6 separate regions of the Mus musculus genome follow, and all the other regions are linked to region 2. Evidence: chromatin contacts called from public Hi-C, HiChIP or PLAC-seq and promoter capture Hi-C data. All regions are on one chromosome and are shown on one strand. Each heading gives the region's core, a stretch centred on a gene start, on an enhancer-like site or on the middle of the called end of the contact. The rest is flanking DNA. Distances are from core to core; before and after follow the strand shown.

Region 1 (5,042 bases), core at 1,076-3,575, 550 kb after region 2:
TCCAGGGTTACTCTAAAGCTGATATAGTGCAGCAGGTGTGGCCCTACTCCTCAGTGACATATGTTCTAAGAGAATTTTTAAGGAAGTATATTTTGTTTTGTTTTAGCTGCAGGTTTTACTGTTATACCAATTAAAATCTTAAAAAAAAAACATATATTTTCATCTGTATTCTACATTATTGGAAAATAGATCCCAAAAGAACTTGATATTTATGACCTGAGTTCAAGATACCTACTCTATAAAGATGGGCACATTCTCATTAAATTACAAGACTCATATTTTTACACATTTAAAAGGAATATAAATAAATCCCCATGTAGCAAAAGTAGGCTCCTTTAAATTCCCAGTGTTATTTGAATAATTATTTCTCAAGTGTTGCATTTAGTCTCAACCCTTTTCTAGTTAATTCAGTTTGATTTAGGTTTTTTCTTTTTTCTTTCTTTCTTTTCTTTTCTTTCTCCCCCCCCCCCCCCCCCCCGGTTTTTCGAGACAGGGTTTCTCTGTGTAGCCCTGGCTGTCCTGGAACTCACGCTGTAGACCAGGCTATCCTCGAACTCAGAAATCCACCTGCCTCTGCCTCCCAAGTGCTGGGATTAAAGGCGTGAGCCACCACTGCCCAGCTTGATTTAGGTTTTAGGTTCTCAACTGACATGTAATGGAGAAGGTGAGATTAAACTCATTTTAGCTGCTGTTAAGCATCTTCTTTTCAGCAAGAATAGAGTTGAAGCATTTTCTAGAGTCATGTTTCTGTTGCTTTAGAGATTTTGTTAGTAGACAGAGATTTAGATGGTTGTCTTCTCTTATTCATTACTGGGATCAAACGTTTTTTATCTATGGAAGTGAAAATAACCTTTGAGCAATATGCGTTTGAGACCTGATTGAACAAAACAGTGTATTTTCGGATGTCAAATGGTACTTCAAAAAATTTAACATTTTAAAGCAATTGTTTAAATCTATTAATTTCAAGTACTAAATTTAAGAACAAAGTGAATCATTTAAACGTCACCTCACTTGTTTCCATGAAGTATTGACACATCTTAATTGCCACTTTTCTTTTATTCTTAAAAGCTTCACCACAGTACCTACAGCCATTCATTTCTGATAAAAATGTGCCATCTGAACTGGAATACATGATCATTTCCTTCAGAGAACCAAACCTGCATCTTCGGCAGTGGAACAGTGGTCCTGTCTGCCAGGAGATCAAGTTCTCATCTCAGATGGATTGTAAACTTCTGGAATGCAGAAACGTCACGATGCAAACTGTGGTGAAACCCTTTGGCATCTGTGGACAGATGGCACTTTCCAGTGATGGCGTGCAGAAGCTGCTGGACTCCACCGTGATAGTGGACTCTGTGCTTGTCAACTTCGGGCAGCATGTAGTTCATTCCTTAAACACTGCAATACAAGCGTGGCAACAGGTATGCACACCCCAGAAGCATTTATAGTTTGGCTGCATGCGATCTTTTTACTGTACACTCCGTGTTACCACTTAATTATAAGTTAAACCCAAACCCAAATGTGAGGGATGAAGGGTTTGAGGGCACCACTTTGTTTAGAAAAAGTGATGCAAGTGTTCTCTTTACAAAGCTCTGGACACTGTGGCTTGACACTGATCAGAGTCATGGCATCTGCTTAGATAAGTGATGCAGAGTTCTCTCTACAGACTCTGGAGACCGTGGGTCCACACATGTGTCAAGGTCATGCCATCTATTGAGGGCCCAATCGACCATATCTGGGTGGAGAGTAACTTATTCCCAAGACTTTTTTTTTTTTAATGTTGTGGTTCTATTTAACTAAAGCTTCAACTTTGGTAGGTACCAGACTGTCTGAATGTCCACTGTAGAAATTAAGGACTTAAATTAAGCTTTCTAGATTTTCAAACAAAAACATGAATGAGCCATGGCCTAGAACCTGGAAGCAGAGCATTCTTGGTTTTCCTTTGCAGACATCCTATCTTTTTGATTCACTAGAAAGCACTGCAGAATGGATTCTTATATTCATAGAGAATTGTAATAACTTTACTGTTTTTCTTGTATCTTTTATAAGAAATTACTCACATTAGAAAATAGATAGACTATAAACTAATGGTGAATGGCATACTTAAAATGGAAAATGACCTGTGTCTGCAGAATGGAAACAGTCCCACAGAGTATTTGGATGATTACACAATAAATCCCTTCTGCATTTGTGCTGATTTTCATTATTGCCTTCACATTTAGTCACCAGTTACGCTAAGACCTGTGTCGCCATTTTGTGCGTACTCACACACAGTTGTAGAGACGGCTTCCCAGAGTGAGTCTTGTCTGAGTTCTTTCAGCAGCAGGCACTAGAAGCTATGGGAGGGTGTTTGCTCCTGGAAAGAACCTTCCTGGGGACAAGGAGGAGAACTTAGGGGGGATTTTATGAGAATATCTTGAGGATCTTTATGGAAACAATTTTATGAAATAAATAGTTCTAAATTTTCAAGTTCTCTAACCTAAAATGTTTATGAGAATTAGATTTTACAGACATAAAATTTAACGTTTGCTTTATATGCATGAAGACCTATAGAAGACTAAAGAATTAATTGCTTAACGTGGTACTGCAATAGCAAAGGGAAAGAAGATAACACATCTGGTTTGTATTTGAAGTCTTTTTTAAGGGCATTCCATGGTTTTCATGTTGCAAAGGACATGCGTAAAATAAGAGCTAGTGTGATCGAAATCTTTGCAGCTGGTTCAAATAGCAATGTGAAAAAAAAACTTCCATAGCTCCAATTTCTAGCTTCAATTTTTTTCTGAACAATGCATTTAATAAAAAACAAACGTAGAAAATAGAGAATTCTTGATAGAACATTAAAATCCAGGACATTTTTGTCTTAGTATCAGAGCTTTATAAGCAAACTCATATGTAGCAACTACTGCAAAATGGCCTTCAAAATATCAGTTTCTTACAGAGAAAAAATATTCTCTTAGACACAGCTATACACATAAATAAAATCTGGTACATAAACATTCAAATGTCCTAAACCTCGTCAGACTGTGAATGCCCGGCTAGCACAGTGCCTTGAAAGGATAGGCCATTAAGTAGAGCCATGTGTCACACAGCAGATTGCTGACAGGTACATTCTATGAATAGTTGCTTCTGATTTATACAGGAATTTGGCAATGTTAACATGAGCCACAAGAGGATATGCTTCTGTAATTGTTGCTATAATTTTCTTGTTTCCTCCCCTGTCAAGGGTACTTGCCACCAAGTTTTAATATGGTAGGCATTGGACCCTGTGTATGCTAAAGTAAATATGAAAGTATACTACTTTGAAATCAGAGGACGTTTGCCATTGAAACAGGCTGATAAAGGCTTCTGTGCTCATTTTTTTCTGTCCTGAATGTGATTTATTGTCTCTAGAAAGAAGTTTATTCTGAAACTTGAATTTTATTATATGTTTAATAATGCTGACATATACTATAGTTATTTACAATGAAAATAAATTTAATGAGTAGAATAAAACATTTGAGTTCTCCATCTAGTTTTTAAAATCATATTATCAGGTATGAAACAGTTTGGTCCTTTACTGTCACGTCATAAGTTCAAACTTAACATCGCCTTTCATTGGTTCTTGATTTCTATGGTTATAGAACACTCTCTCCCGACCCCCCCACATGCATACATTTGTGTGTATGTGTGTATACCACTTTTTTTTTTTTTGGTTTGTTTTCTGTGTCAATTTTCCTGGTTTGAGCAAAATAACATTTAAAAAGAGGTACACTCACATCTCTTATTTAACAAACGTACAGATAACCATGTAGTTGCTTCTTCAACATGATATTAACTTAAAGTATGAATAAGCCATCTTTTAACTACAAATTCTTACAAGCATTCTAGGACTCAGTGTAGATGATGTCATATAAAGGAGTATAAGCTTTTTAATATAACAGAATCTAAAACATTCCAAGAAATGTTGAAGTTTATTATAGTTATAATACATTCCATAGATGAAGAAACATTTGAGAAACATCTGAAGACCTCAAATGTTCTTTAGAAAAATATAAGCAACCCCCTTTTGTTCCTTAATTTATATTTTCTTCCTTAAACCCTCATCAGTTTTAGGGATGAGGAGAAGATGTGATTTTTTTCAACCTCTAGCTGATAACTTAACATCTGTGTTAAGATTGATCCCAATTCATTGTGAAAAGTACACTTTAACCTCAGGATGTATAACTGAGTGGGAATTGGAGCCGTATCCTCTCCTTCATGGTTTTACTCTCTCATGGAAAGGAGACAGAAAGGCTTACAAGGAGTGTAGTTTATTTTGATTATATTTTGATTATATAATACCAAGTGGAAAAATCTCATCAAAACTAATTACACACTGTGATTCTAGTTGATTAAAGGTTTTAGATAAATACATTAAGTAGGATTGGATAAAGTAGGCACATAGCAACAGCCAGGAGATTCAGAAGGGGAAGAAAAAAAAAGATTGCCTGAAGAATTTCATTCCAACTGTGACTGGCAGTTATATCTGAGCATAAAAATTGGATATTTAAGTTCACTTTTAAAATAGTTTTTAGTTTGTACAAAGTCACATGCTTTACCAATGTTATTATTAGAGTTAGGCTAGGGTGTGTTTCATTGGCCAAGTGCTTCCCTGCTCCTAGCCTTGAGCTCACCTCCTAGCACAGTTAGAAAACAAAGATTTGTTTTTGTTGTTTGTTTGTTTGTTTGTTTGTTTGTTTCCTAAGTGTGTATTGAGTACTCAAGCATCAGGAATTACTAAGAGTATTAGACATGAAGTTGTAAAAGATGCAGGTCCTGTTCCTTCTCCAGGTAATAAAACAAATAAGCAGGCACTCTGAAGGTGATGAATAGTGTCATGTCAGCATCAAATGGGAACCTAGTCAGGCCTGGGGAGGATTTCAGAAAGCTACTTTGAGGCACTGACTTTATATGGAAGAACCGGAGGCCAGATACAAGCAGAGCAATCCAGCAAGAGGTAAGAGGTAAGTGGGATAGAGGTCCCAGCAGAAGGAACTGACTGGGGCAGGAAACAGCTTAATGAAGCC
Region 2 (4,565 bases), core at 1,032-3,531:
GGCTTCTGCACGCCAGGACACCACGGCTCGTTTGGTGGCCGGGTGGGCCAGTTTTCTGCAACGAGGCTTATTGCAGGTCTGTCTACCTGGTGAGCCGGCTCTCTCAAAGCGTGCGGACTTGCCGCCCTCCCACCCCCGAGGTCTGAGCGCGGAGAAGTTCCGGTGCGGGTCCCAGGTGGCCGCCCAGCGGCCTAGAGAAGCTGCGGTTCCGAGCGCGCTCTACTGCACCTGCCCATGCCCGCTGCAGGGCTCAGGCCGCCGGGCCCCGCAGAACCGCGCTGCTACCTGCAAAGATTCTCGGAATCTATCCAACCTTTTTTTCCAGCTGCGGCGGAGCTCGGGCTGGGTTGGGCTAGAGTTCTTCCCAGGCTGAGAAGCGCGAGGTAAACGTGTTTACAGCAACAGGCTGGCTCAGGGAGCTTTCGGAAAGGGGGGTTAGAAATTCCACGGTTTTGAAAAGCGAGAGATTCAGTACTCAATACACACGGGCCCAAAGGTGCGAAGCCTGCTGATGCAGAAGTTGCCTCCACTTTAGTGCAAGGGAACTAGAAAGCACTGGCTCAAAGCTCAGGTCACCAACGGTGCGTGTATGTCCTGGGGGGGTCTGAATGTAAAGAAAGTTCCCTCCAGTTCTCTAAATTGAGAAAGGCTGTTCGAAGGAATGAGGTGGTTGGAAAGAGGGAACCGCAGGCATCCTGGGAGCTGAGGCTCAAGACCAAGCGCTAAAATGAAAGCACCCTATGGAACTCACTCGAGAAACGGTTTTTTAAACCCCCAACTCTTCCTAGGCGTTCTCCTGCGTCCATCAAATTTATTCTGAAGTAGTTAAGCACTACAGGATACTGAACACTCCAGTCTCTGTCCCAGGCTCACTTCCTAATCCTTGCGAACCTACAATTGGTGAAGATGGCCTGCTAGTCCTGAATTACGTTTTACCAAAGAAACGAAAATTAATATTCACCTTGACAAAAATAAAACAAAAGGCTTTTACCTTAATGGGATCGTTTCCGTAGTGTCTGCCTGCCTTCCTGCTTGGTCTTTGACGATTCGGCTCGGCTCGTAGCTTTCTGCTTACACCTATCCATCTCCTCACATAGTTGAGGTTATTGTAATTGTCCTTTGAGGGGGCGACCGAAAAGCATCTTTTGGTGAAACACGTTTGAATTGTACAGTTCCTTTAAAAGATCTATGGTTCTGCAAGCACCAGCTAAAGTGTCCTCAAGTGGTTTGGGACGAGGGACAGTTTGCTTAGTTCTGTTCCGGCGGCGCGTTGCGTCTGAAAAGAAGTTGCTTCAAGTGGATCTTATCGTTCCCTGACATCCTTTTCCAGAGGGACTGTAATACCCTCTCATTTACACGCTCACAAAACTAAACCTTTAGGAGAACTAAGAAACCTAACAGTACATGTCAAATTCAATCAATTTTCCTGGCGGCTGAACAATGAACTCAATTTTTGCTGAGAATGAAGATAATGCACGTTTTGAGGCACTGGAATAGTTTTTTCCTAAAATTTAAAAAAGATTGTTCTTCACCCATTCCAGATGGGCAGGTTATTGTTTGCCAATGGATTGCAGATGCCCACTCCTTTGCCTAAGTTGGTTAACTGCTTATGAAATGTACATTAGCTGATTAAAGCTTAGATATTGAAAGAAATTTCTCCCGGAACATCCAGATGTCTCTGCACTAATTATGAAATTAGTCAATTGTCACCTTCATAAACAAACTTCGTTTTGAAAACAGGGAGGAAACCAGACTACACACATAGTCACAATTGACCAAAAGTATGGGCAGAACTGTTTTACATAGGAGGAAGGGCGGTATATGCTGGAAAACAAAATCTAAAACTGATAGCTTTGGCCCTTTGAAGCAGATGATCATATTAAAAGTGTTAAGATGTGTAAAATGACGCGACAGCTAACCGAGTAAAAGTACGAAATGCCCTTTGGACTTCTCTGCGGGCTTGGGGGAGCAAAGATCCAGTAGTCGGACTTCTATCGGTGTGAGGAAAGTGTCATCCAAAAAGAGGGGATGGGCGTTGTCTTTGTGTGAGGTTTGAATTGAGTCACCTTGGGCTCTGTGTCTGGGTTAACTGGGAAAACCTCAAGCAAACCTGCGCCTTTAAGACTCAGTTGCTATCCAAACACAAGTAAACAGAGTGGACCATTAGCGGGCGCCGGGCTTGGAGGCGGAGCCTGGGCGCTGCAGCCTTGCTCCTCTGCAGGACGCCCGCCGCGAGGGGAGGCGGGGCCGCTACTAAAGCCTTGGACTCCGGGCCAGGGGCAGCCTGGGGCGGGACGCGGGCTGGGACGGAGCTCAGCGCGCTCGCAGCCGGAGGGTGATGGCCCTGCAGGGCTGCGGGCTCCGACTTTACCCGCAGTCCGCGGTCAGAAACTGGCCCAGGCACCGGGATCTGGGCGAGCTCTGAGCACTCATCCCAACACGCTCGCTCTTTACACATCCCGCTTCCACGGACTGCCGAAGACCAATTACCGCTGTCGCTTTCGCTCCCCCAGATCATGTTCTCGGTTCCCGGGACAACGCGCCGAAAAAGAAGTTCTCCCAGTTTGGACCTCATGACCTTTCCAAGCTGTGCGTCCTGCTGTCCGGACCTAGTCTGAACCGCGCTGCCCAGGCAGACATCGGTTCTGGCGGTGAGTGTCCTTTCCAGGGCCAGGCTGTAGCCTTCCAAAGGAAGGGAGGGATGTGGGTGCTCAAGGGGCGCCCAGGTTCTCAGTCTGGAGCGCTACAAGTTCAGAAAATGAAAGGCAGCCGTGCGGACCCTAGTCCCGGGCCTCGTGTTCTGGCCTCCTCCGGTCCCTGCACGCGACTCCCAGCTAATACACTCAGTTGTACTTTTGTGCGCTGTCCCTTAGTTTGGTTTTGGTAGATTTACGCATTCGGCAAGATTTATAAAGGCCGATCATCGTACTTTGTGGCCAGATCCCATCACCCCGTGATATTGCTCCCCTGCTCTAGAAAGCGGGATCCACGCTTCCTCCTACTGCAGCTCCGGCACTCAGCACGGAAGGGCCGGGACACACGGTGCAATCAAGCCAGCGACTCCGAAGGCGCATTTCACAGGGGAATAGTCCAGTCATGGGTGATTATTTTTTCCAACCGTGTACTGGCCTCTTGCTTTTCCTCCTGCTCCGGTCTTCGCCCAGAGGCCAACAGGCAAGCTTCTCAGGAGCTGAGACGCTTGGGTTGTCGAGAAATAGCTCGGAATGGAGTCGCGGTTGTAGGAAGGAGGCAGGACAAGGTGTTTGTGGAGGCAGCAACGCTGGATCGGTCTCCCCACCTGTGAGCAGAGAACAAAAGAGTTCTGACTGCTTTCGAAGCGAAACTGGGTGCAGACAGCAACTTTCTCTGCTCCACAAATTCCAGTCTTGAACAGAACAAGAAAATGAAATGGAGAGGGAGGGAGCGGAGACAAACCCAGTTTATGCGGAGGGCGCCTTAATTTAATTAACTCTTCGGGAAGGCAGAGGCACGGGGAAGGGGCAGAAACTTCGTGCCCCCCCCCCACTTGACCAAATTCTCCTCCCCCACCATGATCGTAGATCTCTTTCTACTATAGCTCTCTGGCTTTTACACAGTTCTGCTGTGTTTGAACTGAAAATCAGCGAACATAACCATTCATCCATCTGTCATTTTACTCAGAAGCCCATACACAGGGTCTAGCAGATAACGCCGAACGATATTATTATTATTATTATTATTATTCAATGTAACATCACTATTACCAACGATTGGAGAGTCTTTATCAAATAATCAGGACCCCTGTGCTCTCCAGTGTTTTTAAAGTTTTACCAAACTGAAATTAATATGTACTTTGCTGACAGCCAGCGAAATTAAATTTTACAAATCGTCTAACATGCCTGAGAATTCCATTGAAAACCGATGAAAGAAATGTAGCTTTCTCTCCATTGAACCGTTTATGACTTTTCATGGTTTAACTTTCCTCGCAAAATTAAAGGTAACCAGTGGTCCGAAACATGCTAGTGGAGAGATGACAGCAGAGGGCCCATAGTTAGTGCCTGAGATGGAGTAAGTCCGCAGCCCCAACAAAACGAAAGTACCTTAGTTCCATGGGTTGACTTGAGCGATGATTTGACTTACATTGCTAGAGACTAAACAGGGGCGTGGGAATCTGAACTCTCTGGTTATTTATGTTTGGTAGGTGTTTAAGGGCACTCTATTTGTAAAGAGATATCAGAGGGCAGACTGGCTTGCTCTTCCTCAAACCAGATGACTCTTCCTTGCAAAGAAAGCAAACTTTCTATGAAGTGGCAATTTGGGAGTAACAGAAATTATAAGTCTCCTTTCTGCAGTATAAATCATTGGGAAGAGAAGAGTGGCACTCGGATTTCTGTAGACAGAATTAAGATTGTGACCTTTATGGCAAAGTTAACTTGGAGCATTTGGAGTCAGAAATCATCAATTTTTATAGTTGTTCTGTTGTATAGTTGTTCAACAGAGCCATCCTGCCACCTCCGTCTATTCTGAGAACCATGCATTGCCTCCTGCATTTATTTCTAAGAAATCTAGACTGAGAATAAATCCAG
Region 3 (4,869 bases), core at 1,320-3,819, 580 kb after region 2:
GAGTATGAGTAGGTGTTAGGTTTTTAGGATGCAAGCTTATTGGGGCTGTCTTCAGTATAGACTATGGGACAGACCTGCAAGCTAATCAATGTCAACATACTTGTGTTTTCGTCTTGTTAAGGAGAATCACAGCAGCACCTAACTGAGTTAGGGTTCTCTATCAAAACAGAGCCAATTAATAATATGAAAGAATCGATTGTTAAGTTATTCAGTTGACTGACTGATTATAAATCAGTTCCCATTACAGAAGTCCCAGACTCTGCAGTCAGCAAGTTCAAGTGTCAATGTTCAGTTCTAGTCTGACCCTGAATCCTCAGAACTGGCAGAGCTACCCAAAACTAGCAACTATTTCCATTTGAAAGAGATGGCTAGGATCAGTGTCCCTGTTCAGGCAGCAAAATGTATGCCCTCAGACTTAGCACTATTCACATTGAAGGAGGGACAGTCTGTTCTACTCAGTGTGCCTGTTCACATGATAATGTCATTTAGAAATGTCCAGGATAAATACCATTTGACTAAATGCCTAAGCAGTCCAATATCCAGTCAAATTGATACATTAAAATTGATTATCATACACTTAGGCCCATAATAATAATATATGTGTTATTGATATTATTTTATAATCTGAAAAATAGCACAAATAAGTTATAAAGCTTATAAAAGTATTACATTAGAGACTGGGGTAGTAGTTCGGTAATAGTGCACTAGCCTGGGATGTGTAAAGCCCAGGGTTCAATCTTTAATTCTATTTAAAAAAAACCTGTTTTCCTTAGTCATGGTGAATATTCATATTACAGAAGGGTTTGCTTTCTAAAATATTAACTGTGTAAGAATAAATTTTGCAATATCTTTCCAATTTCAGTCAACTCAAAAATATTTCTTACTACCTTCTATGGTTTATAGTCTTAGCTGGTTGCAAAATTAGATAATCCATGGGTTTAAAGGAAACTTCTATGTGTTTATTTTTAAAGTTGTATAGTTCTACAATGTAGAAAAGCAAAATATAATATAATTCTGTATTTCAATCAAAGCTCATTTGTATTAGTTTCCACCAAGATCTCTTAGCAGATAAGAGAGCTGTTGGAGAGCAGCCTCAGGGAGCACATGATGTCAGCTCCTCTCACATTACAGAGTGACTGGCCTGCTTCTCATCCCATGCGTGGCAGCTTCTGTAGCCGTTGTCAGCACTGACCACCACCATCTCCTGGTCAGTCACCTCTCAAGACATGAGCAAAGTTCTTCCTACAGGACCCACTTTCTGCCCCTTCTCCAGCCTTTTGCTTCTCACTGAGTGTACTTAAGGTGATTGGCAGGCTTGCGCCTCCCTCTACCCTGTCTGCCAGGTGAGCTACGCACTGACCTGCTTCCACAGTTTTTATTGCACACATCTTTAGCTCAAGCACCTCACCATTTCCAGCTGCTCACTGGTTCCCAGCCTATGTGTCCCCTCTTTAAATATCATCAACTGTATATGATCAGAACAAAATTCATTTTTTTTCTTTAAAGACTCCTTACTTTCGCTGTCATACTAAACTGATGACTTCATCTGTAATGAACATCAGCATTATCTCCCAAAAGAATACATATTTCTGGTTAATGACATCCAAATTGATGAACCTTTTGTATATTATGTATCATCTTTTAGATTATCATCTGCGGAAGACAGATCATCTGTAGCTATTTGTCTCAGAGTATAGAACTGAAAGTTGTCCAGCATTACATTGGTCAAGATGGACAAGCTGTAGTTCGAGAACACTTTGATTGCCTCACAGCCAAACAGAAGTTGCCTTCGTACATATTAGAAAACAACGAACTGACAGAGCTGTGTGTGAAGGCTAAGGGAGACGAGGACTGGTCAAGAGATGTGTGTCTGGAACCCAAAGCCTCTGAGTATAGCACTGTCATCCAGGTATGAGAGTCCCTGATATCTGGAAAAGAGTGACTTTAAACACAGAAATGTTCTCATTGTGCATTTACTTTATGTAGCCCATACTTTGTAATAAAATCACAACTGGTTTATGCAGAAAGTGAAATCTAAGAAAGAAAACAAAACAACAACAACAAAAAAAAAAAAAAAAACTGGTCAGTGATTCCGGCAATGGCTCCCGTCTCTGGGCTTCCCAGAGGTGGGACTGGAATCTTGACCTCCCCACTTGAGCATCTTTGTGATGATTGATGGTTTTTAGTCTCTGTCTGAATCTTCACCACCTTCATCTTCGTCCATTTAAGAACTGGATCTCTTCATTCTTCCCCCATCTCACGTCACTATCCATGTGCAGACTTCTTCACCTTTGCAGAAAGGAGTCCCTTTTCATTTTAAGTCTGGTTTTACTTCCTTAGTATTCCTAGTGGCTTTTTCCTGTAACTGTAACTTCTTTCATCATCTAAACTGATACTCCGTATATTTTGCTTAATTATCAGGCTGTTTTGGATCTTACAGGGCCTTTCCTATCTCGTGTGCAGGTGCCTACTTCAAACAGTTCCATTATTTATGTGTGGTGCACAGTTTTGACTTTGGAACCCAACTCTCAAGTTCAGCAGCGAATGGTGAGTGCTTTCCCAATCCTGAGGCATGGTGTCCAACACTGACCTTTCCTGTTCTCAAATGAATAAGGTCACAGTGACCCAGGGAGGAGATTTATTACACGTATGTTTCAGCATCAAACAGCTGGAATACTGCAACAAAGCAAATATGAAAGTTGTTTCTGTCCTTTTATTTTTATAGATCGTGTTCAGCCCTCTCTTTATCATGAGAAGTCATCTTCCAGACCCCATTATTATACATTTGGAAAAAAGAAGTCTGGGTCTGAGTGAAACACAGATTATTCCAGGAAGAGGGCAGGAAAATCCACTGCAAAATGTCGAACCTGACCTTGTACATCACCTGACATTTCAAGCACGGTATGAGCAAAGCGGATTTTCCCAAGAAGTAAAGTAGCCTCAAGCTGTTCTGGTTACATGGTGCAGCCTTACTTACATTCTGACCTGAGAAAAATGTTAAGTAAGGCTCTACATAGAATCTGGCCGTTTTCATTAAGCTTATAAATAACCAAGTAGAATCATAAAATGTAATTTATTTTAGATTTTATTGACACCTTCCTGCAGAGAAGAGATGACTAGAGATCTCACCCAAGCATGGGTATGTGGGAAGAAGAGCCAGGACACAGGCCATCTAAAAATTGTGTCATAAATCTCCAACTCACTGAAGGGAGAGAGGGAGGGAAGGAGGAAGAAAGAGGAAAGAGGAGGGAGAATACCCCACAGAACAGTGTGAATCTAACTACATTTCTAGGTTTTGTTTTTTGGTTTTTTTTTTTTTTTTTTTTTTTTTTGGTAAATTATAAATTACTTAAGCGGGCTGGAGAGATGGCTCAGTGGTTTAGAGCACTGACTGCTCTTCCAGAGGTCCTGAGTTCAAATCCCAGCAATCACATGGTGACTCACAACCATCTGTAATGCGATCCGATGCCCTCTTCTGGTGTGTCTGAAGACAGCAACAGCAACAGTGTACTACTTATATATAATAAATAAATAAATCACTCTTAAAAATCTGTTACTGTTTTCTCTTTTCACTTCCTAGGGAAGAATATGACCCTTCCGATTGTGCGGTTCCCATATCAACAGCCCTCATTAAGCAAATAGCCACTAAGATACAGCCTGGAGGCACAGTTAATGAGATGCTTGATGAGTTCTATGGGCCAGAAAAGTCCCAGGAGCCCACTTGGCCTTACAGTAACAAAGATTCTGACAGGTGACATTCTTCATTCGTTTTCTATATGTACTTCTAAACATTAAGAAGCCTCCCAGAGCTCTGTCTCTAGCTGCATATGTAGCAGAGGATGGCCTAGTCAGCCATCAATGGGAGGAGAAGCCCTTGGTCTTGCAAAGATTATATGCCCCAGTACAGGGGAATGCCAGGGCCAGGAGATGGGAGTGGATGGGTTGGGGAGCAGGGCAGGGAGAGGGTATAGGGGGCTTTGGGGATAGCATTTGAAATGTAAATAAAGAAAATATCTAATAAAAAATACTAAAAAAAAAAAAGAAAAAGAAAGAGAGAAAGAAAGAAAAGAAAAAAGAAAAACACCATTCCCAAGCTACTAGCTTGCTATTGAGACTTTTTATTGCTGGCAAGATCCCCGAGTACCATACCTTGCAGGAGAAAAGACTTTGTCTCACAGTTCCTGAGCTTTTAGTCCATTATGGGAGGGAAGGCAGAGCAGAGGAGCCCCTGCCATGGCAGCCAGAGGACAGAAGGAGAATGTTTTTGCTCCTAGCTTTTTCTGTCTTATTTTTATTTCCTCTCAGCCCCAACCTATTGGATGGTACTGCTCACATTCAGAATTAATCCTCTCTTGAAACATCTTCATCACTGTGCCCAGAGGAATCTGCTATGTAGTTCTCAGTCCAGTCAACTTTATAGTTTGATTAACCCTTATGCTAGAGAGAGTAAATGCCATGGAGCAGAGCCTTTGAATGCATCGGATTCTGATGTCATCTAGTTTGGTTTAGCCTAATGGATGCTTTTACTCAAAGAGGAAAGCATCATTACGTGAAAAGCTGCTTTCTCCTGCTTGCAAGTGCAACCCTGGGTGAGGCTGCTGTGCGCTGCTGTCCTGCACAGTGGCTTCCTGTGGGAGCATTGTGTGTCTGGAATGCTCAGACATACTGTATAAATCCTGAACTCATCATAGTTCACTGAGTCACTTGAATGTGTTCTTTGGACCAGGAATGAGCAGCTGAGTCAGTGGGATAGCCCAATGCGAGTCAAACTGTCAATCTGGAAACCATATGTTAGAACCCTGTTGATAGAACTGCTACCCTGGGCCCTGCTTATCAATCAGTCCAAGTGGGATCTCTGGCTGTTTGAAG
Region 4 (4,534 bases), core at 906-3,405, 620 kb before region 2:
CCTTTCCAAGTGGGACAGGATCTCAGTGCAAACTGTAGTGGTTTCTTAGCTACTCGCCCAGGGTTACTACTGTTTGCTCTGAGACTTTCTGCTGCAGGCATTCTTACGTCAGTCTCTGGCAGCACTGCTTCTAAGTGGCCACTGTTCCATGAAAGCTCTTTGGGGGCAGCAGGACTTTTCAATGGAGGAAGGCTACTTGATAAGACCTGATGACAATCACTGTGAAAACACAGAGAGCTAGCTGGGCAACCACCAAAAAGAATCTGTGCAAGCATCTCAGATATGACAGAACTGAGGGAAACATCAAGAAGCCAGTCGATCCCAGGACCAATCATGAGTTGTGGGGCATGGGGGCTCAGACCTCACACTTGGTTTTTCTGAAGTGATAGGCCATATTCAGCCATCTCTCTCTTCAGTTAGTATCAGAAAGGAAAAGCTAGATTCCATTTATTTTTACTGTCCTGGACAATACTAGTGGCACTTGATAAAATGTTTGTTGAATTGATTTTAAAATTCAATTTGTACTTTTCCTTGAAACAAAAGTAATTGTCCTTTCAGCAACAGCAAAAGGCTAAAATACCATGGCTTTTAAGATGGCCTAACTCTGCACACTGATGAAAAAGGCTGACATCGTCTTATCTCAACCAACTGCAGCTAACGTGTCAGTTTAGGAGTTCCACTTAGCATCTTCTGGACACACCCTCCTGATGTACAACTGTGTACTATAAAGAGCAAGTTAAGCCTTGCAAACATCTGTGTCACATGATAATCTGTGCTTGGGAGAGCCAAGACAATCAAGAATTCCAGGAAATGTTTAAGAAAACTAATGACTACATAAGTTCTCTAGTGAAAACAATGGTTTCCTGGTTTGGATGATGCCTGGGTGGGTCACATCTACTAACTCTCTAATATTTTACCAAGAGCAGACCATTCATTCTTAAACTTATATTGGAAATGTGTCTACTACAAGCATAACATACACTAAGGAAAGTCTCTTCTTTGTAGTTCCACAGTGGAAGCAAGGAGAGTCAGTCAGTGTCTGAGCAATGCCCCTGCCCCATTTTGTTATCTTTTGTGACATAACAGTTTTAAAGCCATAATCTTTCCTGTGTTGAACATTAAAAAGATGATCTAAGCTTATTTATTCGTTATACAAATCACCTCCAAGTTCAGAAACAAACATTTAGGATACTTTTCAAGCATAAAAAGGATCTCTTTGATTAGTGGTTAAATATCCCACTGAGGACAACAGTAACAAAAATTTATGGCCTTATTCTTGCAAAGGAAAAAAGATCTGTGGCTTTGTTCATGCACAAGAACAAAGTAACAGGCTTAGGAAAACTAACGCAAGCCTGAAAGATCAATCACTTGCCCCACTTAGAGGAATATAAATGCTAGGGAGAGCTTTGCTTCTCTGCCTGATCTTAGGGCCAGCAGAGGGGGTAGGGGACACCTCCGATCCTCTTTGATGCTCTTAAATTTATATTGCCAGCATAAACCCGTGGTGTTTGGCTGACAGCAGCGAGCAATGAAGTACTGCAGCTGAGAGTATCTGGGAAGGTTGATGCTGAGATTGCTGGGACCTTGGAGACACAACTCTGCACAGAATTGACATTGGGAGCCCCTTAATGAGTTTCTGCTTCTGAGAAGGGTAGCACCATTTTTTATTTTTTAACTGTGAAAGGAAACTGGCCTGAAAAATAAGTGGAAATCCACCTCCACCGCCTTGCAGGAGGGGAAGAAAGCTGGGGGAGGCGAGGTCCTTGGGGACCCAAAGGCCCAAGAGTGAGACCAGGGAGCAGCCTGGGGGTCTGCTGCTCCGCCGAGGCCGGGAGGGGGGAAGGGGGCGGAGGGGATGGGTAGCCAAGTGTCAGCGTCACGTGTCAGCTCTACCCACTCGCCCAGTCGCGAGCGCGGAGAGCTGGCAGGAAGGCACCGAGGCCTGGCGCCTCCGCGGGGCCTGCGTGGAGCTGGCAGGCGGCGCGCTGTGGTGCGCGGGCGGCCTTACCTGGTTTCTGCGATACCAGGCGCTCGACAGCGAGCCGTTGCCCGGGCCTGGTGCCCAGTATGTGAAGTTCCGAGACAGCTCGTCTAGGACGGCCGAGGCGTCGTCCTCGGGGGCTGTGCGCGCCGGAGCCGCCATGAGGACTGAATCCACGCGCTGGGACTCGGGCGCGGCCCTCCCGTCCGTCCTCCCGCAGCCGCAGCCACTTCCTGCCCGGCGACCCGGCGCCGGCACCTGGCTCCTGCGGCACGCAGGTGAGGTCCGGGCTCGGCCCAGTTGCCGCCGCTCCCTTCTGGGCCCCGGTGCCTACACCTGTCAGCGCAGGAATGACATCATCTCTTTTGCCTCTGGGATCTACTGTGCACAAAGCAAATGTTTGTCCAAGTGCAGGGAGAAAAGGAGCTATCCATTAATCTAAAGAGTGACCGGCACCCTTGGCAGTTCCAGTTCGCGCGTGTAAAAGGTTTAAAATGTTCCACATATGGAAAAAAGAAAAAGCCATAATCTCCCTCTCCCCAATATTGGGCACATTGTGAATGAAGAGCCCAGCCACAGAGTGACCATTAGGAACTATTCGAAGAATAGAGAAGAGATATCCTATGGCAGCTGGATAGGCTGTCAGATAAGTTCATAAAGAATTGCTGAAACGTTGTCAGCTGCCCCATATGGTGATTTAAGTTGAGTCAGAAATGCTAAGAACAACCTTAAGTACGCATACTGGATATTCTAGTCTGACCGGTTTTAAACTCGGTTACACTACAAATGATCTTTGTCTTGTCTGTCACTTTGAACATTCTGTGATTTTTGTGTTATTACATGAAGTGTCTACACTGGGAATTTGTTTTCAAGACACTGAGACTCTTTAAGCTATGCACTTTAAAGATAGGGGAGAGAGGAAACAAGACAGGAAGAGAGGAGAGGGGAGGGAAGGAGAAGAGAGGAGAGGAGGGAGAAAGGAGGAGGAGGAGAGGGGGGATAGAAGGAGGGAGGGAAGAAGGGAGAGAGGAAGAGAGAGAGGGAAAAAGGGACCTGGGAGAAAGCTGTGATGATTTCTTAGGGGAAATATGTAAAGCAGAGAAGAGAGTGTAAGTCATTTCAGACGCAAAAAAAAAAAAAAAAAAAAAAAAAAAAAAAAAAAGGCAAGTCGTCCTGACAGTTGTGTTGGTTCTTGCTTGAGTAAACAAAATGTTAAGTCAACAATTAATAATTGTAGCTAACTATGTTCAATTTAAAGAAACGAATTTATTTCAATTAAATACCCCAAAGAAAAATCAATTCGCTATATAAATTTCATTAATTTCATAAGTATATGGTGCTATAAATCGAACCCATTGCCTTTAGATGTTAAGCAAGCACCATACCCCTGAAACACATGCCTGCTATGTGATTCTAGGACACTCCCATCCCTCAGCTCTGCCATGCCTGGGATCCGCATACTCTTTAATGGAAAATGGTTGTCCAAGAATCGCCAACCTCCACAACCATCATCTCTCCTCCTTTGACCCCATTGGCTGGGAATAAGTCACATGCCTAGCTTTACTTGCCAGAGATTTTGGGGCATTTCCCTCCTGGAGAGTAGTATGTGAGGATAGATGAGGAGGGGTGGCAGAGGGGAACTGGCAGAGCTTGGCACAATCACTCCTGAGTATTATCTGTCAGCCAGATTGTAAGTAGGCATGCAGGCAGGCTCTAACAAGCAAAATACTAAACAGATCGACCTTCCCCATCTCCAGGGACGTTCACAGGTTTGTGCCTGCTCTGTGAGACCTTTATGATCAGGCCCCCATGCTCTGTTGCTCACAACTCAGAAGCTTCTTCACTTCTTAACTTAGAAAATCAGTTTCGATCTCTTTATATTTGTATAAAACCTTTGGAGAAAGAAAGCACTTGATGGAGAAACATGTGAAGCCTACGTGCTGTTGGTTAGTCGATCGATGGGTTCCAAGATGCGGCTGCCATCACTGCTGCTGCCCTAGTGTGTGTGGGTGGTTGAAACAAGCAATTCGTGACCAGAGTGCCTTCCCACGGGGTTCACAGGAGGCGGCAGGGATGCGTGTGAACTATTTTGGTCCCAGCCCTGTAGGTGGAGCTTCGAAGACTGTTCCTGCTTTTGTTGGCCTCTGCCTCTTGCAGGGCTTCTTGGGGGCGAGGCAGATTTCATTTCAGTCTCTCAGTTCTTGGTGCTACAATCTAAGGGCTGACTTCTTGTTAATTCTAGTGCCACATCATTTGAAGCTGGACTTCACTTAGCACTTGAAGAATGGGTTCCATTTGGTCCTCCTTATTTGGGATCATTTAATTGCAGAATTAGTAAAACTTTAAAAACATCATTTTTAGCAAGACACAGTTAACACTAGTGTTTTGTTTTTTGATTTGTTATCATGATTATTATTATGACTATTATCACTATTATTATTATTATTATTATTAGTAGTAGTAGTATTTAACAATGAGCATCTCAGAATAAATGGAGGGTTCAAGGTAAAGATCAGCTCCAGTATCTCACTTCCTATATGCAAGTGAACTACA
Region 5 (4,784 bases), core at 1,659-4,158, 730 kb before region 2:
TTGTCTCTAGCTGCATATGAATCAGAAAATGGCCTAGTCGGCCATCAGTGGAAAGAGAGGCCCATTAGTTGTGCAAACTTTATATGACTCAGTACAGGGGAACTACAGGGCCAAGAAGTGGGAGTGGGTGGGGGGGGAGTGGCGGGGGGGGGAGCATGTGCGGGCCTTTGGGGATAGCATTGGAAATGTAAATGAAATAAATACCCAATTAAAAAAATTAAAACAAAAACAAAAACAAAAAAACCCCAAACATCTATCATCTCATGGTTTGGAGTATAGGAGCTTGAAATCAGGGTAGCAATTTGGGGTTGCCCTGCTGAGGGCTCAGGGGATAGATAACCTGTTTCTTGCCTTTCTGCTCATCTCTGCAATATCGTTGTTGATTGATGGTCTTCCTGTGTGTTCACATGGCCTTCAGCATTTGTATGTCTAATCTAAACCTCTCCTTTCTAATAGTAAGGGCACCAAACATACTGATAAGGGCTTACCCTAAAGCTCCACCTATACCAGAATTACCTCTTTAAAGCCCTTCAGAAGGTCTCATTCTGGCAGTGTGGAGTTGGGAAACGCAGCACATCTCATCGCACTGCCTCCCGGTGAGGCTGCATGGCTTGGGGCTTTGCTCCATTTCTCTTCCTCACAAGGACAGGATGGTTTTCCTATTGATGTTTTTGGAAAGATATTTATGCAATTGTCAATTTTTAAATTATGAAAATTAAATGAATCTACCTTTCTGTTTCAATCATTCTTCTAAAAAAAAAAGGTTAACAGACATGGGTTTATTCTCAGCAATTTTCTGTTGATAAGCTGTAGTTCTAGTGTTCAGAGCGTCCCTGGCCACAAGGTACATTTTTTTCTTCCATTATTAACTTCAGTGTGGAAAGTGAAGTTGTTCTCACTGCTTTTGTAATGGAGACTACATGAGTATTGTGTGGGTTGTGGGAAGGGCCAATTACCAATCTGCAACAAAGACCTGTCGTCTTTGGCCACGCAGAAATAGCTCATTCATCACTCTGTCCAAACATGCTCGACATCCCAGTGGCTATAAGAAGGGACTCGCAGTCATGCATGTGTGTGTTATATCCAATGTCTTGGGGTGGGGGGTGGTGGCACTGCTCAGTCCTTTTGGGTAGCTTTTCCTGCCCAGCCTGGGTGTGCCAGGGGTTAATTCTGATGTCACTTGTTCACATTGTTGTGAAGTGGAAGAGTGTTGGTGCCAGGCACAGGTCCCAGGTTCCCCAGTCCTTTCACGTTTGTGTCATGTCTCCTACATCTTATTCAGAAGCTCTAACTTAATTAGCGTTCTGTATAGACAGGACAGTGGGAGGTCAGCAAGGGCATATAGGGAGCATATAAGCAGCAGCCTGTCTATCTCTGAATAGTGCTAGAAACACATTGTGACTGAACCCAACCCCCAAGTGAACTTGCATGTAACAAAAGGTGGGCGGTAGAACCGTGGAAGAAAAAACAACTCTAGAAAACCCAAACTGGCTTTTTGTGTTCCCTCAAGAAGGGCTCTCTAGCCCCTGGCCAAGGAGACTCTGGAAAGAGTAAACAAGAAGTGCTGGAAGCTGGTTTTGTTTGGTGCCATCTTTACTTTCCCTTGTTTCAGTGGAAAATGAGTGTAGATTCCAGGCTGTCATTCCTCAGCTATGGTTTGGATGAAGGTCTACTCTGTGGAGACCTTGGAAGGTCAGGAGCTGAGCCCAGCAGGAAACAGGTGGTTCACTTTAGATAAGGCTGTACAATGTTCAACCAGTCCACTGTGCCTGGAGACAGATTGCTGTCCTTTACAGGTCCAGTATGCTGTTGTGCCCTGGGTAGCAGCAGTGTCCTAGGCTGCCACTACAATACCCCCATACCCAAAAGGGAAGATAGCTGCAGAATGCCCAGATCCCTGGAGATAGTGGAGAGTGAGCAGTTGGAAGGGAGGGCTCCAGGAGACTGATATACACCATCTAGTCCAGAAGGCAGAGCTTTAGAATTCCTAGCTTGCAGTGTGTGGTGGTGGTGCTGGTGGTTATGCTACTGCTGCTGCTGGTGGTGATGGTGCTGCTGCTTCTGCTGGTGGTAGTATGTTGGTGGTGGTGGTGCTGCCGTTGCTGCTGGTGGTGGTGTGGTGGCAGTGCTGCTGCTATTGGTGATGGTACTGGGGTTGGGGGTAGTATTGGTGCTGCTGCTGGTGGTAGTATAGTAAAGCTTGCTCTGTCGGGAGGGGCTCTTCTTACTCTCATTAATTTACTTCTCTAGTTTGTCTTGACCCACCTGCTTAGCTGTACACTCTCTGGTAGACAGGATGGTGGGTCCTTGAAGGGTTCCTTTGTTGTTGCATTCTGAATTCTAGCTGCTTTTTGACTGGGAGACTGATCTTTCTCTTTTCACTTTGAAGAGGGTTCCCCTTGTGCCCCACATCCTCGGCATCCCTTTTTGTACCAGCGCTTTCGCTTAGCCATGCCTGAGCCATCTTTAGATAGATACATGAGAGACACTAAGCCTTTAAAAACTAATGAGGTAATGTTCATTCAGATTAAGCCAGGCAATCTACCAGGGCTCTCTGGTCACATTTAAAGGCTCCCCTTTTCTTATCTGAATACTGCCTCCTGTGCTTGTTGAGTTCCACTGTTTTTGTGGTTTGAACTATAATCTGAGACAGTGTCCATGTTTATGGTGCCTGAAACCACATTTAACTGTTGTTTTCTAGGCCCAGTGTAGCCACCTGCGGCCATGTGAACTGGGTTCCCTGAAAGGCGGGCTGGGGCTGAAAGAGATCAGACATAGAGAAAAGAATGAGGCCAAGACAAACCTTTCTGTTTAAAGCCTCTGAAGTTTACTGAGAGTCCGTGCTTATAAAGAGGGTAGGCCCATCCCCCGCCAGCCCATTTTTGGTGCCTGGAGCCAGCTTGTAGGTGATCTATAGGGTGTGTCTCTGGAACGTCTCAAGGACCTTTCTGCAGGAAGCAGAGTCTTGGAGATGAGCAAATAGAGCCATCAAGGTCAGAAGGCTCTACCTGCTGCAGACTCTCTTTGGTCCCTGTCTGCATAGAACAGATCTCTGGTTGCAGATGGACAAGGAGTCAGCGAATGACAGACAGACGCAACACAAGAGGTTGTGTAGAGTCTGAATGTATTTTCACAAAGTGAACACCAGTCTTATATAATACAGAAAATAAAGGGGGTAGGATGTCACAGCAGGCAAAGTACATTGAAATTACCTGGCACAAAACAAAGGAATGACTTCAAAAGGACTTACAGGAACCAGGTAATATTTACAGTAAAGTTAAAACCTCCCTGCCTAGGGTCAGCTAAAGACAGGTAAGGATTTCACACCCTAGTCACAATTTGTGCTACTCCTTTGAGCCTTGTGAAAGCTAGCACCAGGGGGTTCTGCTCTAGCAGACCTTCTCATGAATAATGCAAACCTCCTATTTCCTAGGCCTCGATAAATTCTTGTATGAGTGTAACTTTTAAGTATCTGTGGAGAATCTCCATTTGTCAGAAGAATTCACCAACTTGCTTCTAATATGCAGTATAGCCTGCTATACCTGGCTGTAGTGAAGATTCCTGTCTCAGTGGGATTCCCCAACTCTTTCATGGTAAACCCACCTATTCGCTAGACCATAGTGTATTCCCTTGTCTGGGTAAGACTGGCTATTGTCCTAAGTAATCACTCTACAGACCAGCCCTGAGCTATTCTAGCTCCATTCTTTGTAATGCCTAGTTAGTTTCACTGTTTCTACTAGAAGTAAACTTGAATGTTACTGAATAGATGACATTCTCACTGAATTCCTACTGAATTCCAAGTTTGTCGGCTTCAAGGATTTTCTAGGATGTTGGAACACTGGCGAAGGCTTAGCTATGTCAGAATTCAATCTTTAAAGGCACTTATACTAAAATAATACTAAAAGAGAGCACGTGGATCCATACACCAGACTAACGTGGGGGTAGGGTATGAGTATATGGGTTATGAGAACGCCAATATTCTAGGAGGTGAGTTTCTCTGAAACTCTTTGCCTTGTGAGTGCTCCCAGGCCTCTTGGCCTGCCAAGCAAACTTCACTAGAGTATGCATAGCATCTACCCTAGGTAATCTCCTTCTTAGTGGCAGCAAGGTCAAAGTCTGGATCAGCCTGCTTCAAGGCTGAGGGAGGCTACAGCCCAGTGAGCCTGTGAATATTGGGCATTTTTGGTGTCCAGTAGTCCCCTCTTGGCTGGCTGGGGACTGAGTGGGTGTGGTTGTAATGTGTGCCCCTAAAGTGTGTGTGTGTGTGTGTGGGGGGGGGTGAGCTGCACACACCTGTGGTCTCCAGAGCCAGGCTAGGTCCCCAAGAGCTCCCTAAAACAGACCTCTGCTTCACCCAGTCTGCTTTTCCTTTCTCCTGTTGTATTCATTCTACTACTACATTTCCACAGCCACGGGGAACCTGTCTCACCATCATATCTTCCACTGTGCTCAACTAAAACTTGTGAAGTTGTGAGCCAAATCAACCTTTTCTCTTAGGTTGTCTCTACCATAGGTTTGATGACACCAACTAGAAAAGTGACTAATGTGTGTGTGAACGTTCATATCTGTGAGTGCTGTGCTACAGAGGCCAGAGGTGAACATTAGGTGTCCTTTTCAATTTTGGGGAGGCAGGATACCACACTGACCCTGGAGCTCATTGACTGGTAGACTGAACTCAGGTCCTCATGCTTATGTGACAAGCATTTTTATTGGCTGGGCCATCTCTCAGTCACTAAAGTCCTAATACTATATTCATATCCATATTGCGTTCTTAGATATGAAGC
Region 6 (5,170 bases), core at 1,663-4,162, 520 kb before region 2:
TCTTAAGTGTAGGCCCCATTCCCAGCAGTAGATGATCAACACTCATTTTTGGAGTTTTTTTTTTTTTTTTTTCTCACAATGCTTTTCCTGGGCATTTTTCTTTTTTTCTTTTCTTACTCTAAAGATTTAACTTTCCTTATATTATGTTTTCCAATTTTGTGTTTCAATGTTTCAATAGGTTTATATATATATATATATACACACACACACATACATATATCCCTCTCCTTCTGACTGTCCTAGAACTCACTCTGTAGACCAGGCTGGCCTTGAACCACCTGCTTCTGCCCCTCTGAGTGTTGAGGCTAAAGGCAAGTGCCACCACCCCCTAGCTTCATAATTCTATCTTTACCTCTCATTTTTCATGGACCTTAAATCACTTCCTCAAACCTTCATTACTTTAAAAAAACCTTTTCCTTGCCTTTTCATCTGGAAACAACCCATTACTTTGAACTTCATTACAGCATGCATAAACATTTTATCTTTCCTCCATAGTATCATATCCATCAGCCTTAACTTTCATATATAAATCACTTTTTATTAAAATTCTTTTCAATTTTGCATTCATGTAATTTTCTTGTTTACTGTTTCTTACTGCTTTTGTTTTTTGATGCCATGTGACATAGGTGCTTGGTTATTGACCATAAATTTTGCAAAAGACAGCTTTTTTGAATCAACCTTAGGACTTAAAGGAATAGTTAACAAGCAACTTAAAGTCAGTAGTGCATGGTTCCTTAGACTTTGATTTTATTTTATTTATTATTTATTTATTTATTTATTTTAGCTATTTTATTTACATTTCAAATGTTATCCCCTTTCCTAGTTTCCCCTCTGAAAATCCCTTATCCCCTCCCCCTCCCCCTGCTCACCAACCCACCCACTCCTGCTTCCTGGCCCTAGCCCTATACTGGGGCACATAACCTTCACAGGACCAAGGGCCTCTCCTCCCATTGATGACTGACAAGGACATCCTCTGCTACATATGCAGCTAGAGCCACAAGTCCCTCCGTGTGTTTTCTTTGATTGGTGGTTTAGTCCCAAGGAGCTCTGGGGGTACTGGTTAGTTCATATTGATGGTCCTCCTATGGGGCTGCAAACCCCTTCAGCTTCTTGGGTACTTTCTCTAGCTCCTTGATTGGGGACCCTGTGCTCTGTCTAATGGATGGCTGTGAGCATTCACTTCTGTATTTGTCAGGCACTGGCAGAGCCTCTCAGGAGACAGTTATATCAGGCTCCTGTCAGCAAGCACTTGTTGGCATCCACAATAGTGTCTGGGTTTGGTGGTTGTTTATGGGATGGATCCCCAGGTGGGGCAGTCTCTGGATGGTCATACCTTCAGTCTCTGCTTCACACTTTGTCTCTGTGACTCCTTCCATGGGTATTTTGTTCCCCCTTCACGAAACACATGAAACTCAAGAAGAAGGTAGACTTTGCTTTTTAACTGAAACCTATTTGTGAGTTATCTGTCCCAGAAGGAAGCCTGTTAGCTCTAGGAAAGCTAACTGACTTTTACACTTCAAACACTTACAGGGCTAATCAGAATTTGTATTTTTATAAGTCAATGAATGAAACAAGATAGTAGCAATCTCCTTACTGTCTTTTTGTGTCTTGTTGTAGAATATTAACAATATTTGTGAAGTTTTTCATAGGTTTCTGTTTATTAGCAGAAGAAGATCAAATGTGTTTTACCCAAGGAATTTCTTTCATTCATTTTTCTTTTCTCCTCTCTCTCTCTCTCTCCTTATATTCTTTACATTCTTGTGACAAAGTTTGTGAGCCTGTTGGGAAGTTTCACTGATTTTTTTTTAAATCAGTATAGACTGATAGATAATTGAACTTTATTTTGAAGCTTTTTATTTAAGAAACTCAGATAATTTAATGTTTCCTTGAGTGATCTCAAATTTGTATCACCAGCAAGCAGCATGTCTGTCCTGTGTACCCTTTTGGTAAGGCCAGAAAGGTTTTGGGATAAAACCAGAACTTTGGGCTGTGGATGGACTGACCAGGCAGCTCCTGGGACCAGCTCACTGAGGCCTGCTTGTTGCTACAGCAGCAGATACTAGACTATGTGGATGAAGATAAGTCTGGGTCAAGGAAACTCTTCAGACACTAAAAGTAGAAGGAAATTTCTGGAAGGGGTTAGATTTTTTTTAAAAAACGAAAACAAAAAGGAAAAGGAAAAGCATGGTTTGACCAGGACATCCCTACCCAGTAATAGGGTTAGACAGCTAGACATAATGAGGAAGACGTGGATAACCTGGTGGTCCTGAGGGAACAGAGGAGAGGGCCTGTAACCCTAGGCTGGTGAGGCCAGCTGTCAACATCTATCACAGTGATCTGAGAAGGGTAGGTTTTACTGCAGTGAGCAGGAAGTATGAACCATATAGCCACCATATCAATTAAAAGTGGCAGAAACTTAAGCTTGCTGCACCACAGAAGTGTGGTGATCTCAATGGCCTTGATAGGCGCTGGGGTCCCAGGGAAGCATCTGTTTTTGACTGCCAGACCCAGAAGCTCCAAGAGATTTTCCTGTGGAGGAGGAATGTGGGGGACTGATACCTACCTTGGCAAGAAAAAGGGTAGTCAACCTACAGCATCCTGCCTGTCGACAGTTAGGGTAGGGTCCTGGTGACAGGCAAAGTCCAGGGCAGTTCTTCACCCAGTGACCAGTGTTTATGCCTGAAGCATGTCTTATATGGAGTCTGCTTGTGCCCCATTTTCTCTGGAGGTGGCCTGAGGCCTGCTGCCAGGAACTGGCACTTCTGTCTATCACAGGAAGCCTTACCGTTCTTTCCTGTTCCTCCTTTCCGTTAAACACCTTTAACACTACTTCCAGCTGTGCTCTCTGAGGGTTTTGAGGGTCATCATGTATGTTTTAAGTTCTCTTCTAATAACAGGATCCTGAGAGAGGAAGTGAAAGTTGAGGACAAGCATGCCCTCTTGAGAATTAGACTCTAGCATGGTGTGCTGAAGGAGAGTCAGGCAGTGAACTCAGCAGGATTCTTATCTGGCCTCTGGGTAACCTCTTTCAGTTTGCCAAAATTTACCACCCTATGGGAGGCTTAATGTATCCTTGAGTCTGAAAAGGGAAAGAGATTTGAGAAGGAAGGGCGAGAGGAGTTTTGAAGGGTCTAATTTTGAATGAGGGGCGGGAGATTTAAGAAAGGGCAGCAGTAAAGAATTCCCTGGGCCCAGCAAGGGGAGGCAGGAGACTTAGGAACTATTCTTTTTTTCTAAGTCCAGGTAGTGGGGGCTGTGAAAAGAATCCCACCAGAATGAGGGTACCAACTGCATGTCTAAGTGTGAGGAAAGAGAGGCTGTGGAACTCTATTCCTATCATGAGGATAAATGGAGACACGGAGAGAGCACCATGGTAAGGGGTAGGGAAGGGCAGTAAGACGGAGTCTCAGTTCAAGGGTATCCTTGGGGGACCAAGCTTTGTCAGAGAGATACCCAGCATCACAGCGGACAGGCATCCTGTCCATGTAACTGGGGTGCCTAAAAGGGCTTGGGAGGCAGCCTGGCATACCAGTATGGATTCTGTTGAGCCAGAGGGAGGAAAATGGAAGAAGGGAGGAAGGGAGGAAGGGGGTGGGAGATAGGGAGGAGGTGGAGAGGGAGAGGGAGAGAGAGGGCAGGCACTCAGTAGGTAGGGAGAAAAGAGTAGTAATAAAATGTAAAGAGAAGTAACCAAAGAGACACACTCTATATTTGAATATGGTGGGTAGAAAAGGCCAGCAAAGGCAAATGATCCATGCCCAGGAGAGCCAAGTCAGCAGTTTAGTTTGGTTATAGTAAAGATTTTAGGGGTTCAAGTGTCTTTCCCAGGTTTGGGTACCAAATGTAAATGAGGATCAATGAAACAGCTGAACTAGATCACCTCGTGGGTAGAAAAGACAGTCCATTGGAAGAGAGACTACCGCACTAGCTCAGAGAGGAAGAGCAAGAGCCTAGTGGGAGAACAAGTGCTGTATGTGGCCGTCAGCAGGGTGGGGGACCTGAGCTGGTGCAGGATGTTCAGGTTGATTGGGAACCACATGCAGTTTGTCTCTATCTACTGACTGTTGGGGCCAGAGAAGGGAAGTCGTGACTTTCCTGACAAATAGAAATACACATGATGAGGTTTCGGAGGAGTGCTGAATTTGGGTTTCTGTTTATCTGGTATCTGGCCTGGATCAGGCCTGGACTACCGTCTTAGGACATTGTCTTCAAAACTGCCATTTTGGGGAGCCTGCCACTCCATTCTTAAGAACTAGAGAACTCTGTCAAACCTCTGATTGTGTGTGTGCATGCATGTGCACATGTGTGTTTACAGAACACTGCCCCCTCCCCCACGTTTTGAGCCTTACATAATGGTTCTGCTTCTTAACTAGAAATAGTTCATTTTCCACCTCAGTCAAATGAAAAATGCGTAAGAGGACTGGATAGGAACTCAACAGGTAAAGTTATCAACTAAAAGCATTTGTCAGATACATATGAACCAGAGTATGAGCAGACATGGAGCAAAAAGGAGCACTAGAAAGTGCCCATTGTTGGAGATTGGTTCTAATTCAATCAGGAATCTGCATGTCCAAGCGATAAAGGTCCTTGTCCCCAGTTGGGTTTTGATAGAGCAATAAAGGAAGATGCCAGTGGCCAGTGGTTGGGCAAAGTGAGATGGGGTGGGTTCCTTAGAATTGTGTTGGCTAGGACACAGGAGGAAGGAGATAGAAAATCGCCATGACTCAGGGTAGAAGGATGGGACACAGGAACTGCAGGAAAGACAGCCAACCAGCCATGTGAGATTTCAGGTAAGCGGCCACTGGCCAGTTCCCCAACTGGGTAGCAGGGGAGGTTTAGAAGTGCCCAGAATTTGAGGTAGCCAAGGCATTCTAAAATTAACTGGTGTGTGTGTGTGTGTGTGTGTGTGTGTGTGTGTGTGTGTGTGTGTGATAGCTCCTGGGCTGGTGTGTGCATACAACCCACCAGGAGCACAAAGTGGTGTAGCAAAAACTCACCACTACAGTCCATGCTGCTTTTGAGGACTACTCTAGCTCATTCAGCTCAAAATATTCTGACATTACTGCTAGTTCTTAAAGAGCTCCTCTGGGAGGTTTTAGAATAAATTTGACATGCTAGTGTCTTTATCTAAACACTGTAAGATGGACTCTGCTAGAAGAATATGAACAAG

Evidence for each region. Promoter capture Hi-C pulls out the DNA fragments that hold promoters and counts their contacts. A called contact is a pair of places that touch in the nucleus more often than the background predicts. HiChIP or PLAC-seq counts read pairs in DNA pulled down with a chosen protein or histone mark.
Region 1: a promoter capture Hi-C map of the 3T3-L1 cell line shows a contact between it and region 2, with 7 times the contacts expected there. The contact joins the enhancer-like site here to the promoter of Osr2 in region 2. A contact is called at or near these places in 9 of 39 promoter capture datasets (the 3T3-L1 cell line, cranial neural crest, embryonic stem cells and 5 more), 5 of 115 datasets of contacts at active chromatin or transcription factors (craniofacial prominence, embryonic forebrain, embryonic hindbrain and 2 more) and 1 of 9 other capture datasets (embryonic stem cells).
Region 3: a Hi-C map of uterus shows a contact between it and region 2, with 2.9 times the contacts expected there. The contact joins the enhancer-like site here to the promoter of Osr2 in region 2. A contact is called at or near these places in 11 of 39 promoter capture datasets (the C10 cell line, HPC-7-derived erythroid cells, cranial neural crest and 8 more), 4 of 484 Hi-C or Micro-C datasets (all in uterus), 13 of 115 datasets of contacts at active chromatin or transcription factors (bone marrow-derived macrophages, craniofacial prominence, embryonic forebrain and 8 more) and 1 of 9 other capture datasets (embryonic stem cells).
Region 4: a contact with region 2 is called in an H3K4me3 HiChIP or PLAC-seq map of forebrain, with 4 times the contacts expected there. The contact joins the promoter of Nipal2 here to the promoter of Osr2 in region 2. A contact is called at or near these places in 16 of 39 promoter capture datasets (the 3T3-L1 cell line, 3T3-L1-derived adipocytes, the HPC-7 cell line and 9 more), 3 of 115 datasets of contacts at active chromatin or transcription factors (embryonic stem cells and forebrain) and 1 of 9 other capture datasets (embryonic stem cells).
Region 5: a contact with region 2 is called in a Hi-C map of embryonic stem cells, with 3 times the contacts expected there. The contact joins the enhancer-like site here to the promoter of Osr2 in region 2. A contact is called at or near these places in 5 of 39 promoter capture datasets (the 3T3-L1 cell line, 3T3-L1-derived adipocytes, frontonasal cranial neural crest and 2 more), 1 of 484 Hi-C or Micro-C datasets (embryonic stem cells), 6 of 115 datasets of contacts at active chromatin or transcription factors (craniofacial prominence, embryonic stem cells and forebrain) and 1 of 9 other capture datasets (embryonic stem cells).
Region 6: a contact with region 2 is called in a promoter capture Hi-C map of pre-B cells, with 4 times the contacts expected there. The contact joins the enhancer-like site here to the promoter of Osr2 in region 2. A contact is called at or near these places in 4 of 39 promoter capture datasets (the 3T3-L1 cell line, the C10 cell line and pre-B cells) and 1 of 115 datasets of contacts at active chromatin or transcription factors (large pre-B cells).

What each region holds. Positions count from the first base shown.
Region 1 is chr15:35,840,181-35,845,222 of GRCm38.p6, forward strand. Vps13b (vacuolar protein sorting 13B) reads left to right here. Exons shown (of 62, transcript NM_177151.4): 42 at 1,069-1,418. Among named protein-coding and RNA genes, the nearest start is that of Gm41292, 44 kb to the right of the region's middle. Within about 2 kb of position 2,326, at least 7 of the 459 cell types and tissues checked have an H3K27ac peak or open chromatin away from gene starts, as enhancers often do.
Region 2 is chr15:35,293,817-35,298,381 of GRCm38.p6, forward strand. It overlaps Osr2 (odd-skipped related 2), which reads left to right and starts at 2,282. Exons shown (of 4, transcript NM_001368665.1): 1 at 2,282-2,651. Gm52178 (a long non-coding RNA gene) reads right to left here and starts at 2,218. Exons shown (of 3, transcript XR_003951500.1): 1 at 992-2,218.
Region 3 is chr15:35,873,917-35,878,785 of GRCm38.p6, forward strand. It overlaps Vps13b (vacuolar protein sorting 13B), which reads left to right. Exons shown (of 62, transcript NM_177151.4): 45 at 1,646-1,909; 46 at 2,464-2,547; 47 at 2,726-2,901; 48 at 3,581-3,751; 49 at 4,727-4,869. The region is part of intron 2 of Gm41292 (a long non-coding RNA gene); the gene reads right to left. Among named protein-coding and RNA genes, the nearest start is that of Gm41292, 11 kb to the right of the region's middle. Within about 2 kb of position 2,570, at least 4 of the 459 cell types and tissues checked have an H3K27ac peak or open chromatin away from gene starts, as enhancers often do. A contact at or near this core is called in uterus, where this site is marked.
Region 4 is chr15:34,676,551-34,681,084 of GRCm38.p6, forward strand. It overlaps Nipal2 (NIPA-like domain containing 2), which reads right to left and starts at 2,156. Exons shown (of 11, transcript NM_145469.5): 1 at 2,009-2,156. The coding sequence starts at 2,143. It overlaps 4930413F20Rik (RIKEN cDNA 4930413F20 gene), which reads left to right. Exons shown (of 4, transcript NR_045883.2): 3 at 1,493-1,651; 4 at 2,028-2,654.
Region 5 is chr15:34,564,568-34,569,351 of GRCm38.p6, forward strand. No RefSeq gene overlaps it. Among named protein-coding and RNA genes, the nearest start is that of Gm22208, 35 kb to the left of the region's middle. Within about 2 kb of position 2,909, at least 14 of the 459 cell types and tissues checked have an H3K27ac peak or open chromatin away from gene starts, as enhancers often do. A contact at or near this core is called in embryonic stem cells and stem cell-derived epiblast-like cells, where this site is marked.
Region 6 is chr15:34,773,034-34,778,203 of GRCm38.p6, forward strand. The region is part of intron 2 of Gm32970 (a long non-coding RNA gene); the gene reads right to left. Among named protein-coding and RNA genes, the nearest start is that of Kcns2, 62 kb to the right of the region's middle. Within about 2 kb of position 2,913, at least 22 of the 459 cell types and tissues checked have an H3K27ac peak or open chromatin away from gene starts, as enhancers often do. A contact at or near this core is called in pre-B cells, where this site is marked.